Regions from separate parts of the Mus musculus genome. Here all the other regions are linked to region 3. Evidence: chromatin contacts called from public HiChIP or PLAC-seq data. All regions are on one chromosome and are shown on one strand. Each heading gives the region's core, a stretch centred on a gene start, on an enhancer-like site or on the middle of the called end of the contact. The rest is flanking DNA. Distances are from core to core; before and after follow the strand shown.

What was found. HiChIP or PLAC-seq counts read pairs in DNA pulled down with a chosen protein or histone mark.
Region 1: a contact with region 3 is called in an H3K27ac HiChIP or PLAC-seq map of embryonic stem cells, with 7 times the contacts expected there. The contact joins the enhancer-like site here to the promoter of Bcas1os2 in region 3. A contact is called at or near these places in 8 of 39 promoter capture datasets (the 3T3-L1 cell line, the HPC-7 cell line, embryonic stem cells and 4 more), 1 of 115 datasets of contacts at active chromatin or transcription factors (embryonic stem cells) and 1 of 9 other capture datasets (embryonic stem cells).
Region 2: an H3K4me3 HiChIP or PLAC-seq map of embryonic forebrain shows a contact between it and region 3, with 4 times the contacts expected there. The contact joins the promoter of Atp9a here to the promoter of Bcas1os2 in region 3. A contact is called at or near these places in 2 of 39 promoter capture datasets (hippocampal neurons and pre-B cells) and 2 of 115 datasets of contacts at active chromatin or transcription factors (embryonic forebrain and large pre-B cells).

Annotation. Positions count from the first base shown.
Region 1 is chr2:169,099,807-169,102,757 of GRCm38.p6, forward strand. No RefSeq gene overlaps it. Among named protein-coding and RNA genes, the nearest start is that of Gm52536, 22 kb to the left of the region's middle. Within about 2 kb of position 1,660, at least 4 of the 459 cell types and tissues checked have an H3K27ac peak or open chromatin away from gene starts, as enhancers often do. A contact at or near this core is called in embryonic stem cells, where this site is marked.
Region 2 is chr2:168,740,344-168,743,485 of GRCm38.p6, forward strand. Atp9a (ATPase, class II, type 9A) reads right to left here and starts at 1,457. Exons shown (of 28, transcript NM_015731.3): 1 at 1,339-1,457. The coding sequence starts at 1,406.
Region 3 is chr2:170,354,895-170,358,093 of GRCm38.p6, forward strand. It overlaps Bcas1os2 (breast carcinoma amplified sequence 1, opposite strand 2), which reads left to right and starts at 1,467. Exons shown (of 8, transcript NR_040610.1): 1 at 1,467-1,504; 2 at 1,904-2,025. It overlaps Bcas1 (breast carcinoma amplified sequence 1), which reads right to left. Exons shown (of 13, transcript NM_029815.2): 11 at 1,354-1,419.

The DNA.
Region 1 (2,951 bases), core at 410-2,909, 1.3 Mb before region 3:
CAAAAATGAAGGAATAAATTAGCCGGGGTTAAGAGCCTTGCAGCAGCTGACTAACAAAGCTCCCGGGGATTATAAAATTTCATGCTCTCGTAATAAAAAGGATAAAGGATCGGCTAGAAGACCACTAAAAGTTCAAATAAATGAACATAAGAGAGAGGAGAAAGTCTGACAAGACGGAGACCGCTAATGTGTGAAGGCTGAAGCGACGGAATTAAAGTGCTGGAGACCGGAATTAAATGCAAAATGAATTCGGGGAGGAGATTAATAGAAAATTATAAAGGTAAATGAGTTCGGTTTCAGGGTTTCAGAAAACTTTAGATATCTCATTATTTTTCTTAGCACTTAAAGAGAGGCAGAGAAAGACAAATTAAAACTGGGCATAAGCCATACTGGAGTGAGTGGGAGAACCGATAATTTCCTTACCTGAAACCGCCCCTCCCCGTATTCCCTAGACTTGACCTTCAGTTATTCAGTACCACAAAACAGCCCCCAGTGTAGCAAGTCCTCCCAGAGTCCTTTGCAGCACACTGGGGCTGTGAATCTAAGTTTTTGTTTAATTATGTGGGAATATATTTAAAAGGAGCCGACTCTATGCCTCTCTCCTTCCATTCTTCCGGATCGTATGATACCTGATGGCAGCGGGTACTTCCAGCAACAGTTTTGGACCACTTGATGGTCATGGGAAGGAAAATTATATGGAGAAATGACAGGGTGGAAGGAGGCTGGGACACTGCTGCTGTGACCCCGGGTTTCCTAGTTCCAGACTTAAAAAACTCCACCCGATGTGATTTTGAGTTACATCCTCCAAGTCAAAGGAGATGTTATTGGAGAGAATTTCTGCCTTCAGACCTGAGCTTCAGTGGCAGAGGCGGGGTTGTGGTGGGGGTGCTGAGGACGTGACCCTACCGTGAACCGAGGCTGATGCCAGAGGCCAAAAGACTGTAAGCCAGAGTCTACTCCAATTAAAATATGCGGGGGCGGGTGGGGTGGTGGTGGTGTGTGGGAGAGGCAGGGGAGGGATGGGGGAGGCGTAGGTGGGGCTGGAGACTGGTGACGGGGGTGGGGGGGTGGGGTGGGTGGGGTGGGTGGGTGGGGGAGTGGGGGTGGGGGTGGGCCAGGGGTTGGCGGTGTCTGAGGCCATGGTTCATTTGGTGAAATATTTGCCTTGCAAGCACAAGGACTAGACTTCCATCCTCAGAACCCATGTGAAAAACCAGGCATGGTGGTGCATGCTTGCAATCCCAGCACTGGGGAGGCAGAGGCAGAAGGACCCCTGGGCTTCCCTGGCTGCCTGCCTAGCTTACATGGAGAATTATAGGTCCGTGAGAGGCTACTTCTCAAGCCAAAGGGGGAAGGCATCTGAGGGATGACCCCCAAAGTTGGCACACAAACACAGAGAAGAAAAAGCCCATTTTTTTTAAAAATTTGAATATGACTTTGCCTAGAGGGAGCGACGTTTTAATTTCCTTATAGATCAGTACGATCAGGTACTTTGAAAAGTTTTTTTGTTTCTTTTTTTTTTTTTCTTTCTTCTTATAGAAAGACAGAGTAAACGTCAATGCTGCTGACCAAGGTGCGCTTCTCTCACTTGTTTATAGGATCTTGAGGGAGGGCGATGGTGTCCCTGTTGGAGAGGGGAAGCAGACGCTGCATGAACTTTGACCCCATCCTGTTGCCGGCTCAGTATCTCCACTGTGCTCCCGCTCTGTCTGTTGAGGCAGGATCTCATGTAGCCCAGGCTGACCTCCAATGTAGCCAAGGATAATTGTGAACCCCCGGTCCTCTTTTCTCTCTCTCCCAAGTGCTGGGATCACAAGGCAGTACCCTCCCCCAGTTTTATTTGATACTGGATAGAATCCAGGGTTTTACACAGGCAATGCAGGGCCCTACCCTTGAACTCCAGCATGCCCTGCCCCCATTTCCTCTTCCTATCTGTCTACCACAGCAGTAGGAAGGTCCGGGACATTTGTTTGCTCTTCAGGAAACACCTCCCATCTTGGCCGTAGAAGGCATTCTTTGCCCTCAATCCAGATTGAATTTCCTTTATCCCGAAAAACTGGTGACTCACGGAAGTGTTTCCAGAGTGAACATGGTTAGAACTTCTCCAGAACCCTTGGGGGAGAGAATCTTCTAGGCTTTCCCTTCTTGTGTTCTCCAGTAAGTCTCCACAGCATGCATGCCTCTGAGCAGCACTGACTCCTCCCGTGGGTTCCAGGGAGTCTGTGATTGCACGCACCAGGCAGCTTTCTAGTTCCTCCTTCCCACCACTCCGCAATGTTTATTCTCTGAGTCGTTAGTCATGTGCTGGGCCATGGAAATACAGCAGTGACTGAAACCTGCAGAAACTGGTTTATTCATGGCTCTGCCAGTTTGCTGATTCTTAACACGCCCTTATGGGGCAGTTGGTTACTACGACTGAATGGTATATTAGAACGATATTGGGGTTATTTAACTGGCCTCAGATTTTATGTAATTTCCACTTCTGATCTCGTAGATATAAACATGCCGGTGAAACTAACAACAGCCAGAAGAACAACTCCAGACGCAACAAAATGACAGGAGCTATGGAGGCTGAAGTAGAGGGCCCTCAAGGGATGGGGAAGATGGTTCTCAACTGGAAACTAGACTTTCTCAATAAATATGAATGGTGGCTTGGCTATGTCTCAGTTCCTATTTGTGAATGTGGAAGAAAAACTATTTGGTAAATGCAATAAGGGAAGAAATGGTATTTTAAAACAGAAGCCAGGTGGTTGTGGCCCACACCTTTAATTCCAGCACTCAGGAGGCAGAGGCTGGTGGATCTGTGTGAGTTCAAGGACAGCCTGGTCTACAGATCAAGTTCCAATATAGCCTGGGCTACACAGAGAAACCCTGTCTTGAAAAACCAAAGACAAAACAACAACCACTACCACCACCAACCAACCAACCAACCAAAACCAACCAACCAACCA
Region 2 (3,142 bases), core at 207-2,706, 1.6 Mb before region 3:
CAAGGTGGCTGAGGCAGGAGTGTCCCAAGTAAGTCTCTCCTGTGCTCAGAGAACATTCAGAGCCAGGAGAAGAATTTCAGTGAGACCCCCAACTTAAATAAAAGGCAGAAGCAGCTGAGGATACAGCCAAGCGTTTCACAACTCTTGTCTGAGCCCAACCCCCAACTCTGGGAAAGAAACAAAGACTCACACACAGCCTCCATCCCTTGCACAGGACCTCAGAACCCTCAAAGAAGCCCGCAAGCATCGCGCAGTGCCTCCCCCATTGTTTGTGTACCGCGCCCAATACCAGGTAACTACATAAAGGATCGCCCGGGACCACGGAGGGCAAGCTGGCACCATCAGGATACAGGTCATTTCCATTCTTCACATTTCAAAATTCAGCAGGTGGGTGAATCTGTGAGCACAGAGGCCACCGTCGAGACCCCAGATTCTCATTTCATAGTCTAAAATGAGGTCAGGGGTGGGCTTCAAGTTCCCCAGGTAAACTCCTACACCTGCACACCTATTAGGCAGACCTTGTTTAAGTCAGGTTTTTCCTAAGAATCACCTGGCACAGTCCCTGCATTTAACAAGGAGACACGAATCAACCGCGGCACATTACAGTCTACTTATCTTACTAATTAAAGTGTTTATTGCAGGGGTTGGGGTAGGGTTCCACACAGAGCTCTGACGAAGTGTCTTCATAAAAACTTATATTCTGGGGGATGGGGGGGGGGCGTGTAGCTCAGTGGTAGAATGGTTAACAGGCTGGAGGACCGGGTTTGGTCCCTAGCACCATCAAACCCCAAAACAATTTAAAAAGCCAACAAACACCACCCGCAGGAAGTGTGGAGCAGGAAATGTGGGAACCGTGTTCCAGTACCTTCCCGCCCCCGCCCCCACCCCCAGGCTTTCCGTTTCCGTTTCCCACTCGGTAGAATTGAGTAGAGCCTCCGAACTGAGGCCTCGGGGAAGCCAGGCACAAAGAGCCCACAAGATGGCAGCTGGCATCTCTCCTTCCTACACTGATACCTGCTCAGCAGCCCCACCCAGCTCCGGCGTCCCACGGCCGAGCTACAGGGAACCGGAGAGACGGCGCCGCAGGCCCCGCCCAGCCGCAGCGCCTTACCTGCGCGGCCCTAGAAACGCACCTCCCAGGTCCCACCCCCAGGGGCTCCGATTGGCGGCTGGAGGCGCGGCCTGGGACTCTGCATTCTCTCCAGCTCGACCTCTGTCCCCAGGGGATCGAGCCTGCCCCCGCCCCCAGCCCCTGGCGGGGTCCCCCGCCTGCCAGGACGGACTCCCGGGGGCCGCGGCAGGTGTCCCCTCCTCCCTGCCCACGGCCCGGCCACTCACCCCGCGCGCGGCCTACTGTCCACCCGCTTCTTGTGGCGCACGGGCTGCAGCGGGATGCTGTCCGTCATGTCGCCGCCCGCCGCGCCCCCTGCGCTCCCCGCGGCCTCCGCGCCGCCCCGGGGCAGGGGGAGAAGGCGCCGGCAGCGGGCGGGCCGGGCCCGCAGCGCAGGGGCGAGGTCGCGAGCGCCGGGCCACGCGCGGAGCCGCCCGCGCGGCCCGACCGACGGACACGGCCGCACCATGGGCCCCGCTCCGCGCTGCGCCCACGCGCGCGCCCGCCCGCCGCCCGGGGCCGCCGCAGTGTCCCCGCCCGCGCCGCGCGCCCCCCACGCGCGCCTCCCCCCGGCCACGCGCCCCCCGCCGTGTCCGTGCGCGCGAGCGCGAGCGCGCGTCCCGCCGCACTCACCCCACCCCGGGCATTCTCTCCTGCTCGCTCCGAGCGGCGCGCACTCACCCCGCCCTGCTCACCCCACCTCCACGCCGCGGCCACTCGCGCGCACAGCCTGCCTCCTCTGCTGCAACCTGCGCCTCGCGCTGGGGTCCCCCGAGTTTCGGGCCGGGGTTGGGGGGAGAAGGTGGGCAGGTTTTCGGACCCCCACACACCCTGTGGCATCAATCCCACCCCTCTCTCCAGCTGCATTCCTAAATCATAATAACAGAGTCACAGCAGCCTTCACCCAGACACAGTGATCGCATGCAAAGGCTGTATCAGTCAGTCTGTCTCTCTCTATCTCAAAAAGGATATTGTGAAAATGAAAACACTCTGGGCGCCAGAGAACAGCTCAGCATTTAAAAAGCAGCCACCATTGCTTGACACACCTGCAGCTTCAGCCCCAAGGGGTCGGAGAGGGCACCTGCGCTGACGTGGCATACACCCACGCAGGCATATGCTACTTAAAAGAATAATGAAAACAAACCTTAAAACCAGCACATAGGAGCTGAGTTTGGTGGTGTATGCCTTTGATCTCAGCACTTGGGAGGTAGAGGCAGGCTGAGTTCAAGGCCAACCTGGTCTACAGAGCCTTGATGAGCCAGGGATATACAGAGAAACGATGTCTCTAAATAAATAATCAATCGACCAGCATATAGAGGGCTAGAGAGATGGTTCATTGGTTATGTTCACCAGCTGCACTTGTAGAGGACCTGGGTTCGATTTCCAGCACCCTTGTGCTAGCTGATCAATGTCGGTAGTCCAGCTCCAGGGGAAATGATGCCCTCTTGTGGCCATCGTTGGTATTGCATGCATATGATTCAAACATATGCAAAAAAAAAAAAAAAAAGTAAAATACACAAATCTTTTTTAAAATGAGTATGTATGTCAAGTCCCTCAAGATGTAACACCGTGTAACTACCATAAACGATGCTGAACTATGAGGGGCAGTTTCTGCTGATGTTTTCTGCCAGGGTCCCTATCTTTTATAGTATTTTCTCTATCGAGAAAGGATACCAAACAAATAACAAAAGTGACTGAGATTCCAAAGACATTCCCCAAGGAAGGAGGCATCAGAAGTATTTTTGAGGGAAAACACTATTCTTCTACCAGCTGAGCTGGCTGGCTTACTTCTTCCTCTTCATTTCTAAAATGGTGCAACAGGGCCAGGTCCTAGGTTTTGTCCGCAGCATCAAGACACACGTACACTCGCGCGCGCGCGCGCGCACACACACACACACACACACACACACACACCACCACCACCACCACCACAACCACACCATATGTGCCATGGCACACAGAGCTCAGTATGTGCATATAGGTAGACCCATTAGAGTAAGAGAGCAAATCCTACCTCCGGACCCACATCTG
Region 3 (3,199 bases), core at 217-2,716:
CCGCAGTTGGCTGAATCATGCAACTCCACTTCACCCCCTGAAAACGAATTCCTTTTGTGGTTATGTTTGCAACAAAGTAACAATTCACGTTAAATGAGGTCCTACAGATGGAGCTGATTTCATAGGCTTAGCGTCATTCTAGGAAGAGACACCAGGGGGCACTCTTCTTCCCTCGTTCCTCCTCTTTCCTCCCGTTTCCCCTGCAAGGTGGAAGGCAGCCATTTGCATGCAAGGGAGAGAACCTCGCCAATACTTTGCTTGTAGCCTTTCCAGCCAACAGAAACGTGTGAGAGAAATTCCTGTGGTTTGAGTCACTCACTGTATGGCGTTTCGCTCTGGCAGCCTACCCTGACATTAAATTGTTTATTGAGCCTCCACACCAGGAGTGTTCCTAGTGCTTGCCCAGTACTGATTCATCTAGGCAGGACGCTTGCTCTATGGAGTCTGCGTCCCCTACATCCTCCTAGGTAAGGGAACTGAGGGACTGGGAGATTGGCAATCTTTCCAAACAACTATAGCAAAAAAATCCATAAAAACAAGCAAACAGAAAAACCCTTTAAGCCAGGATCAGACCCAGTCCCTTTGAGTCTAAAACACAGGCTTTTAAGCACTTCTTTGTATTATTAAAGTTAACAAAAGAGCTCTGATATTTTTTATGGAAGTATCTATTTAAATTAAAAGAGTGCTGTATTATAAAATAGGGGGTTAGTAATGATGTTGAACAGCTAATTTTCCTCCCTCTGCCTCCTAAGTGCTGGGATTGCAGGCGTGTGCTACCATGCCTGGTTCTATGCAGTGCCAGGATGGAGCCCAGGGCTTCCCATGTGTGAGGCAAACCCTGTACGAAGAGGGCTGCGGGCCACCACCCAGCCCATGGTCTCATTTTTAAAGGAAGGCACCTGCACAGATGTCAAGCGTTCTGTTTGTCAATAGTAAAGAAAGCAAGGAGATGAGCATTGTTGATCTAATAAGTCTCTGTGCCAGACACCACAGAAGATGAGAGAAACCTAGAAGCACCTGCTTGCTCTACAATGTTCCAGACATGGGTGGGAAGGATCAGGAGAGACATGAGAATTGTTACAGCACCAAGAAGGGAGCAAACTCTATGACAGGGATGACCGCGGGGCACAGGAGCTCTTTGAGGAGGTGACATTTCTGCTAACACTGGAAGTCTGGGAAGAAACTTTCTACATGGAGAGAGAAGCGCTGAGGACTCGCCCCATACCATGTCTGTAGAGCCCAATACTGCTGGGTATACAGTGGGTGCTTAACCAGGCAATGTTTCACAAGTGGATATGAACTTCCAGGTCGCGAGGCTGAACCTGCCCGCAGGCTGAGTTCACGGTCACTTACTTGGCAGCTGGAGTCTTTCACGTTACTTTCTTCCGAGCGGGGGATCCCTTCGCTCGATCTCACTGACTACAACAACAAACAGACAGTATCCTTTCAGTAACCACAGCAACGGTGCACAGGTGCACGCACGACGACGATGACAATGACGACGGTGAACCCCCCTCATTTATCCTTGATATTTAGGATACAGACAGGAATGGAAAGGGGTCACTCGGAGAGCTGGGGCTGTGTCATCAGAGTCTGCTGAATTCAAGTATTAGCGTCCCGAAGGAACAACAATCAATCAAACAAATAAATGAAATAAAAATTATATATGAGCTAAATAGACATTTGCTCCTGTCTCCCCAGGAAAACACTTGTAAACCCAGCATTTAGGGGCGGGGGCAGTAGGACTATGAGATAGCCTAGGCTAAATGAGATCCTCTTTCAGAAGAAGGAGGGGAAGAAAGTAATGTTGGAAGGAAAAGGAGGTTAGAGATATGAGTGAATGAATGAATAAATGAATGAACTTGCCTGCTAACTTTTTTTTTTTTTTTTTTGCTACTTTTAGGCAGTGGAGGAGAGTTGAGTTAATGAGCACCCATCCTCCATCCTTTAGCGCCCCCTAGAGCCAGTGGCTTCCTCAACAGGGCGGTACCTAGTCAAATCTGCATCTTTGATTCCTTCAACCAGGTGAGCTAAGCAACCGGTTCCAAAGGTGTGGCCACAGGCCCAGAGGCACCAGACTCACCAGGGGACTCGTTAGAGAGATGTAAGTTCTTCACATCTGCTTAGATCCAGATCCACAGAATCAGAAACTCTGGGCCTGGGGCTCAGCCACCCGTGTTTAACAAGCTCCTCAGGGGGCTCTGAGCTGTGCTCTAACTGGCCACAAACTGTGCTGGTGCGCTCAAACTCCCACGTGACGTGAGGATGCGCGCTCATTGGTTAGTATCATCTCCTCCCAGCTGCTCAGGAAGCGGGGACTCCCAACTGCACCGCTATCAACTGGGATGTTCTCTTAGCAGACAGCACACACTCACAGAGCACAGCACAGCTCAGAACACTTCATCCTGATAACATGAGAGGCGGGTCGGGAGCTGGCCGGGTGGCTAAAGCACCTTCCATGCAAGCGGCAGGTGTGAAGACAGAGCCCAGACCCCAAGAGGCTGGGTGGGCATGGCGGCCATTTGTGATTCCAGTGCACTGGAGGAAGGTGGAAACAGGATTCCTGGCTAACATAGGCTAGTTGTATCTGAGAGCCCCTGGTTCAACCAAGAGACCACACCCTTAACACGTAAGGAAGACTCTCAACATCAGCCTCAGGTGCACATGTGCACAGGTACAGGCAAACATATATAAGCACACATACCAGACACGCACGACAAAGAAAACCTTACAGGAGCTCAAATGCATTCTGAGGGATTAGTGTTAGATGCTGCTCTTCAGTCTGAGAGATGACGCTCAAAGTGTCAGAGGAAAGGATCAGGAGGTGGGGCCTTACTGAAGGAAGTATGTCAGTGGGATGGGCTTTGAGGTTTCAAAAGCACAAGCCAATCCGTTTGTCTGTCTCTGTCTGTTTCTCTCTGTCTCTGTCTCTCTCACCCCCTCTCCCTTCCTGTGTCCTGTGGTTATGTATGGGGGCTCAGCTGCCTCTCCAGCACCATGCCTGTCTGTGTACCACCACGCTCCCCATCACAATGGTTACAGACTAACCATCTAACACACTGTGAGCCAGCTCCCGGTCAAGTGCTTCCCTTTATGGGTTGCCTTGGTCACGGTGTCTCTTCACCGCGAGAAACATTCCCCAGAATGCATTCGCCTCCTAAGCAGAGTCAACTGAACCTGGAACTCACCAACTTAGTTA